Linked DNA regions of Ovis aries: region 2 is linked to region 1. Evidence: chromatin contacts called from public Hi-C data. All regions are on one chromosome and are shown on one strand. The core of a region is the stretch at or near the end of the contact, and the rest is flanking DNA. Distances in the headings are between cores, read along the strand shown. Region 1 has its middle 97 kb from the start of FERMT2. Region 2 has its middle 7.3 kb from the start of FERMT2.

Region 1 (3,272 bases), core at 676-3,175:
GGTTGTTTGTTTTTTTGATATTGAGTTGTATGAGCTGTTTGTATATTTTGGAGACTAATCCCTTGCCTATTCCATTATTTGCAAATATTTTCTCCCATTCTATGGATTATCTTTTCTTTTTCTTTATGGTTTCCTTTGCTGTGCAAAAGCTTAAAGCATTTTTTTTTTTTTCTTTACTGTAGGATCAAGTTATCATGACTCTCTAATCTGGAACATTTCCACAGCAATTCTTTGTCATGTATGACATAGGAACCATCCATTTTAATGCAAAACTTCCATGGAAATTGGTTGCTTAGCTAGTGCTAGTTTTAGCAAAACTCAGGGTCAGAGATAAATGAATTTAGGATGCAGTTTTCCTCCTAGAACATCATTAGGATCACACAGAATTCTGAATATGAAACACATACCCTAGGGATGCCTGCTTGAATCACTTCATGTCCCATTGCTCTCCCTATTACACTTTCCTAATCAAGGTTTTCTCTGCCCTGGGCATAGTCAGTGGGTAAGACAGACTTTGTGTCTGAGGTCCTATGACTAAAGCTTATTCTCAATTAGAGCTGGGTTTGGGAATTAGAACTAGATCTGGTTTTCAGTTAATTAACTCATAAGAGAAAACTAAGGGCCTGAGTTAAAAAAAAAAATTAATGAGAAGACATTGAAGTCTCTGGGAATAGGCTTTTCCAAAATATGTTCTCTTCAGCTTTATTTAATATATTTTACTTAAAAAAAAACTAATACAATTAAGCTAGATTTAGCCCATAACAAGCTCCAGCTTTTTTCTTTCTTTCTTTTTTTTTTTTAAACAGAGGGGAACATTTGATTAAATTACTATTCATCTGAAAATATTATTTGATGGGGAAAAACCCATTAGATATAGAAAGACAGACAACATTAAACAGTTAATTGGGAACAAAGAATCACATGATGTAATGTAGATAACTGGGAGAGCTCTTGGCTTTGAAATACATTTTTATTCAATGTCATGTAGTTAAAATTGCTGTCACGGTACCTTCTTGTCCAAAAATGGAAGTCCTGTAATTTCCTCACTTTGGCTGACTCGCCGTCTTGGCATGATTCTTGCTGCAGATGAGTATAGAGCTAGTTCTTGTCATACTTTAGAAAAATGTCATTGGCAAATAGAATGGAAGCACAAGTAAATTTCTGAATTTTTAGATTTTTTTAAAATAGAGAATTTATTTAAAAATATATTCTTGTGACCAATGAAAGTAACGATTTTTTTAAAACAGGAGAAACATTAAAATTTGATGGATGATGACGCAGACTGGGGAGGGTTGTACACGTTTAGGTGATTAACAGCTAATTATCAGCCAGAAATCCGCCCCCACCGTAGATATTAGTTTAGTGAAAAAGAAAACTTTTTGTTTGTTTTGTTTATAAAACTTAATGAGTAAAATGATGGCCATTTAAAAAAACTGAATACCATTCTCATTCAGAGACCAACTAATTTTGGGGCCTATAACCAAGGTCAGGAAGTTAGTAATCAAGTTCATTAAGACAAATGGCTCAGTTATCAAATTTAGCCAACACCCCTTGCTCTGGAAACCAGAATAGCCTTGGGGCTAAGAAAGATCCGCCCATACTAAGGGTAAAGCATCTATGATGAATCAAAGGTTTCCAGACGCATATCTAAGCCATTTTGCCTTGCGTGCTACCCAGAAGGTTATGTATGATGCAAGCAAAGGTAGTTATTTTCTGTTTGTGAGAGCCACCCACACTTCCCTGGAACGGAATGCGTCTGTACCCATTTGGCTCGGTGCATAAGCAGTCGTGTGCCCTGGGATAAGTTCTGGCTTCCAGCTTCTTCAAGTGGTATTCCACCCCTTAACGTACCTAAATGGAATTCTGAGAGGCGGCTCCCCACTTCCTCCCAGAGAGACAGCTCCTCCAGTGAGTCATGCAGACAGACACACGCCAACGTCTGGGGCGTTTTCTCTGCTGAGCAGCAGGCTTGTGTTGCACCAGCATCCCGCGTTACCTCTAGCGTCAGCAGCCGCCTCCGGTTTCCCAGACGAGGCTGCCAACTCTGCCCAGTGCCACGGCCCTGAGGAACCAAGGGCTGGGTCTGAGGATTCAACAGAGTGGGAGGGGAAGGGGGTAACTGATTTTCAGTTCACAACAGGAGCAGCAAGGGTAGGTGCTGGAGGTGGGTAGAGGTGGATTGGTGGACATAGTAAATGGATCTAGGGATTCGAGGGCCTGCAACAGTATTTTAAGCCCCAGGCACTGCTTTTTAAATCACCATGAATAATTTCTTTTCCATTCTCTCGGGAGACCTCGGATGTGAGCATTAAATTTTTTTTTTTTTTTAATTTTCTTGATTTTAGAAAGTTATGAACCTACGGGCTCAGCCACGGTTGGGTTTTAATTACCAGAACACAGTTAGATGATTGGGTAAATTATTGGTTATTTTGCCAGTAGCTTTGAACTCTCCCCCGCTCCATGGGATTATTGCCTTTAAAATGCTAAAATATTTTTAAGTTCCAAAATTCTTGCTGTTGTGTTAAAGAAAGAATGACTCTTGTGTTAAAGAAAGAATAACACTTGTCTAAACAGTAAGGAAAGCTTTTCCAGGGCTGTTGTAAGTTGGAGCGTTGCAGCAGGGAAGAGAGCCGAAATTCAACTCCAAATACAATAGACAACTGGGGATTATAGCCAAAGAGCAGAGGGAGCTAGATGGGAAATTACTGAGAGGAGAGAGACTTCAAAGGTGGGGAGACTTACTAAACCGACTTGACGGGATTCTTGCTGAAGGCAGGTTAAGGACACAAATGTCATAGTTGGGAAATGAGGAACTTGATCCCAGCAAGGATGAGGGTTGAGGCTGGTGGAGAGCAGCTTTGTCTTGTGTGGTAAATTGTTTTTTCCACTGCAGCGAGGGGCATAGGGGCTCTGGTACCATTTATCTGAGAGGGAAGAGGCCCTTCTCAGACTTGTGCTTGGCAGGTAATAGACACTGGATTGCTCTGCAAAGCCCAGGGACTTCCCTTCTGGGCCAGCAGGATCAGAGGGTGGGCCGATGATTTTCAGGGGCCTGACAGCTTCCAGGCCTCTGCCCACTATGCACCATCTTCACCCAGTGCAGCCAAGCAATTTGTTGTTAAACTGGATCCAGGGAGACTTAGGAGTTTTTAGTTCTATGTTCCAGAGTCAAATGGAAGAATCAGATCAACTTAAAAATAAAATTTTCTAGATTATTTCCTTATTACAAAAAACACACTCATTCGTAGGAGAGAACAAAATTGATTTTAAAA
Region 2 (3,617 bases), core at 395-2,894, 100 kb after region 1:
AGGGTTTAAAACAGGTTTGAAAATAGAAGATCATAAATGCTTTTTACCATTTTACCATCAAAGTTTTTACCATTGGGTGATCAGAAAAAACAGTGGAGTTACTGAACTGGAAAAGAAAAATTGGGAGGAGCTGATTTCAGGGACCAAGGGAAATGTGAAGCTTTTTTTTTTTTTAAGGAAATATTGAACTTGAGGTGAGAACTGTATATCCCAGTGGAAACGCTTGGAGGACAATTAGATAAACAAGCCTAGTAATCTTGTGAGATGATCAGATCACACAGAGAAAAATCATTAACATTGAGGCAAGCCTTCATGAGTGTTTCAGCTTCCCCAATGAGACTGACCCTTGGGGAACTGCTCTCCAAGGATGGAAGCAAGAAGAGACGTCTAAGGCAACAGAGAAGAAAGGATCAGAGTAGGGAAAAGAATCAAGTTAGTCCAGTGTCATGCCAACCAAAACAAAGAAAGAAGCCATTCCAAGAAGGAAAGGTGGTCAGCAGTATCAAGTGATGCCGAGAAGTCCAGGAGAATAGACTGCCAAAAGAAGACGAGTCTGGTGAGAATCATTGCTCACCTTGGAGAGATCACTTTCCAGCTAACCCACTGAAGACAGGGTTCAGACAGTTAAAGAAAGGGACGTTTATCAATAAAAGGAAAGCAAGAAATAGGATGGTAATTTGGAGGTGCCACAGGAGCAAAGATGCTTTTTCAAAACAAAGGGGACCTGAGCATTCATAAAGACCATGGAAGACATAAGAGGGAACTGGTTGCTTAACACCAAAACCAAATTACCTCTGGGATTATCTGGGATTACCAAAGCTTCAGGGGGAATAGGAGCAGCCCTTGCCAAGACAGAATACAGACTCACAAACTTGCAAGGATAGAACTGGTTTATTGGAAGGTTCTAACCACCTTATAAGAGCGGAAACGCATGGCAGGATACAGCAAATTGGTGCATAAACTTATTTAAATAAATAATGTCTATATTAGTCAAGAAGAGGGTGGGGCTGGCTGAGTTATTGTGCTACTCGGATGGACGCCCTCCCAGGAGGTCAGATTGGGGCCAGGATGTAAGAAAGGAAGGATGTGATTAAGAGATTATTTCAGTACGACAAGGACAGAAATTCAGAGGCCTGTAAGCGAAAACCAGTGGTAGCAGTACAGATGCCAACTTTCCTGCTCCAGAGATGCTGCAGGGGGTCAGCTGGCCTGAGGACAGTATAGCTGTCACGTGTGAGTCACTGGAAGGCTACAGGTCAGGAGGTCAACCCCCACAGCTGCCTTCTGCAGTCAATTCCTGCAACACAGCAAAAACTCCCACTTGATAAGTGTTTCCCTGTTAATGAACACACTAGGCTCCTCCCTGATTTTCAGTGTTATTTACTCTCTAGCCAGTTCCGCCCTGTTTTTAGTGGCAGGTAAATTGCTGACTCCCAACCCCATTTGGAGGAAGGATCCCTCCCCTTTGTGCTTTGTATCACAATGCTCTCTTCAAATGCATAAACCCTCTATTCTTCCCAAACTAGGAGTTGCAATTCCACTAAAAGAGCCAAACCAGAAAGTCACCCACAATTCCAGTTGCCCTGAGGCCAACTCAGTTCAACTTGGAAGGACAAAATTGTTTTTATCCACTTGTTCCTAAACAGGTGCTCAGGTGACAGAGAATTGACCACAGCTGAACATCACCACCTGGTGTCTGGGAGGTGTCACTGCAAATATTTTCTCCCCGTTGAATTAAAATTCAACATAAATTTCATTATGAAATTAGTGAGCAAATGGAAAAAAAATGCATCTGTGAAAATATAAACTCTTCATTTTGGGATCTCATTTCTTTTTTAGGACTGTGCTCTTGGAGATATCCACACTATTCCCGCATGAGCAGTTTCTCCTGCTTCCTCTAATTCTCCGCTTGCTTCAAATCATTGCCATCACCATGTAGACCAACTCCATGCTGTGCTTTGTGCTTAGTTGCTCAGTCTTATCGGACTCTTCGACCTTATGGACTGTAGCATGCCAGGCTCCTCTATCCATAGCATTCTCCAGGCAAGAATACTGGAGTGGGCTGCCGTTTCATACTCTGGGGGATCTTCCCAACCCAGGGATTGAACCCGTCTTTTGCGTCTCCTGCACTGGTAGGTGGGTTCTTTACCACTTGTGCCACCTGGGATGCCTCTACCATTTTTCATTTAAAGAAAGAAGAAGGTCTTTCTTGATGACATATATCCCTCCACTACCCATCCTGCTGTGGTCCCCTTGAACACAAAACCACTTATATGAGATACTTATGTGCAACATATCTATTTCCTCGAGTCTAAATTACTTTTTAATTCACCCTCAAATTAGTCTCTCTGATCACCTCTCCACTGACACTCATGACTTCTCTGTTGCAAAACATGCAGTGCCTTTTCCATCTTCTTCTCACTCAGACTTTCAGCAGCATTAGATGCTGTCTGCTCTCTTTCTGATTTCTTGCTCCTCTTGGACTCTGGAAATCACCATCTCCTTATTTTCGTTCTACCTTTCTGTCTTCTTTTTTCAGTCTCCCTTGCTGGCTCCTTAGCCTCTAGCCAAGCCCTAAATTCAACCTGGGACCTCTTTTCTTTTCTATATGCATTCTCTCTCTTACCTACCTTCTTCTGCTTTGAGACTTAAAATGTTGTCTCTATGCTGATGATTCCACGTCTCTAGCCCAGATCTGTCCTTGGAGCTCCAGACTTAGACATTCATGCATAAAAAATATTGCACACTCATGTGTGCAATTGACACTGACTTTCCTTCAATATCTATTCCCGCTGCAGAGTTTCCCATCTCAGTAAATGGCACCATCATTCATCTGTTTGCTGAGCCTAAAAGCTGGGTTTTCCACATTCCTTCACCACCACTACTCCAGTGACTAAGAACATGCTAAGTCCATCTGTAAAATAGATCCTGAATTCATCCAGCTCTCTACAACTTCACCATCACCATCCTGGGGCTGCCCACCAGCTTCTCAGTTGGGTTATTTACTTAAGAGCCTCCTAAGTGGTCTCTCCACTCTTCCCCTCTCCAGTCCATTTCATACAGAGTACTTAGAATGATCCTCTAAATATGTAAATCATAAGATTTACTCTTCTCTTAGAAACATCAACAGCTTTCCACTGTGCTCAGAGTAAAATGGAACTCCTTACAATGATGGCTTAAATGGCTGTCCTCTGCTCACTGTCTCCAGTCAGAGAACATTTTGTGTTCCTTTCCTTACTACTCTTCTACTACTGAACCCATCTCATTCTTGTGTCTGCCTCCTTACTTCACTGAAGTGGCTCATGTTGTCAGAATTGCCTCCATGTCACTAAACTCAAAAGGCATTTTTAACCCTCGTCTTGATTTATTGGCAGTTCTTAACATTGGCGATCACTTTCTCCTTGCAACATTTCCCTTGCTTCCTGTCACACCATATTTTCCTGGCCCTTCCTTCCTTTTTAATAGAAAAGTCTTCCTTGCTTAACCTACTCATTAACTCTTCAGTAAGTTACACGTGCGTGCTTGGTTGCTAAGTCATGCCCGACTCTTTGTGACCCCCATGACTGTAGCCTGCCAGGCTCTGGTCCATGAAATTTTCTTTCACTCTTAAATAAGTC

What was found. Hi-C and Micro-C count contacts between places; a contact is called where the count stands out from the background.
Region 2: a Hi-C map of muscle shows a contact between it and region 1, with 4 times the contacts expected there. The contact joins two enhancer-like sites. A contact is called at or near these places in 5 of 16 Hi-C or Micro-C datasets (hypothalamus, mesenteric adipose tissue, mixed tissues and 2 more).

What each region holds. Positions count from the first base shown.
Region 1 is chr7:63,618,781-63,622,052 of ARS-UI_Ramb_v3.0, forward strand. No RefSeq gene overlaps it. Among named protein-coding and RNA genes, the nearest start is that of FERMT2, 97 kb to the right of the region's middle. Within about 2 kb of position 1,926, at least 7 of the 54 cell types and tissues checked have an H3K27ac peak or open chromatin away from gene starts, as enhancers often do.
Region 2 is chr7:63,723,272-63,726,888 of ARS-UI_Ramb_v3.0, forward strand. No RefSeq gene overlaps it. Among named protein-coding and RNA genes, the nearest start is that of FERMT2, 7.3 kb to the left of the region's middle. Within about 2 kb of position 1,645, at least 4 of the 54 cell types and tissues checked have an H3K27ac peak or open chromatin away from gene starts, as enhancers often do.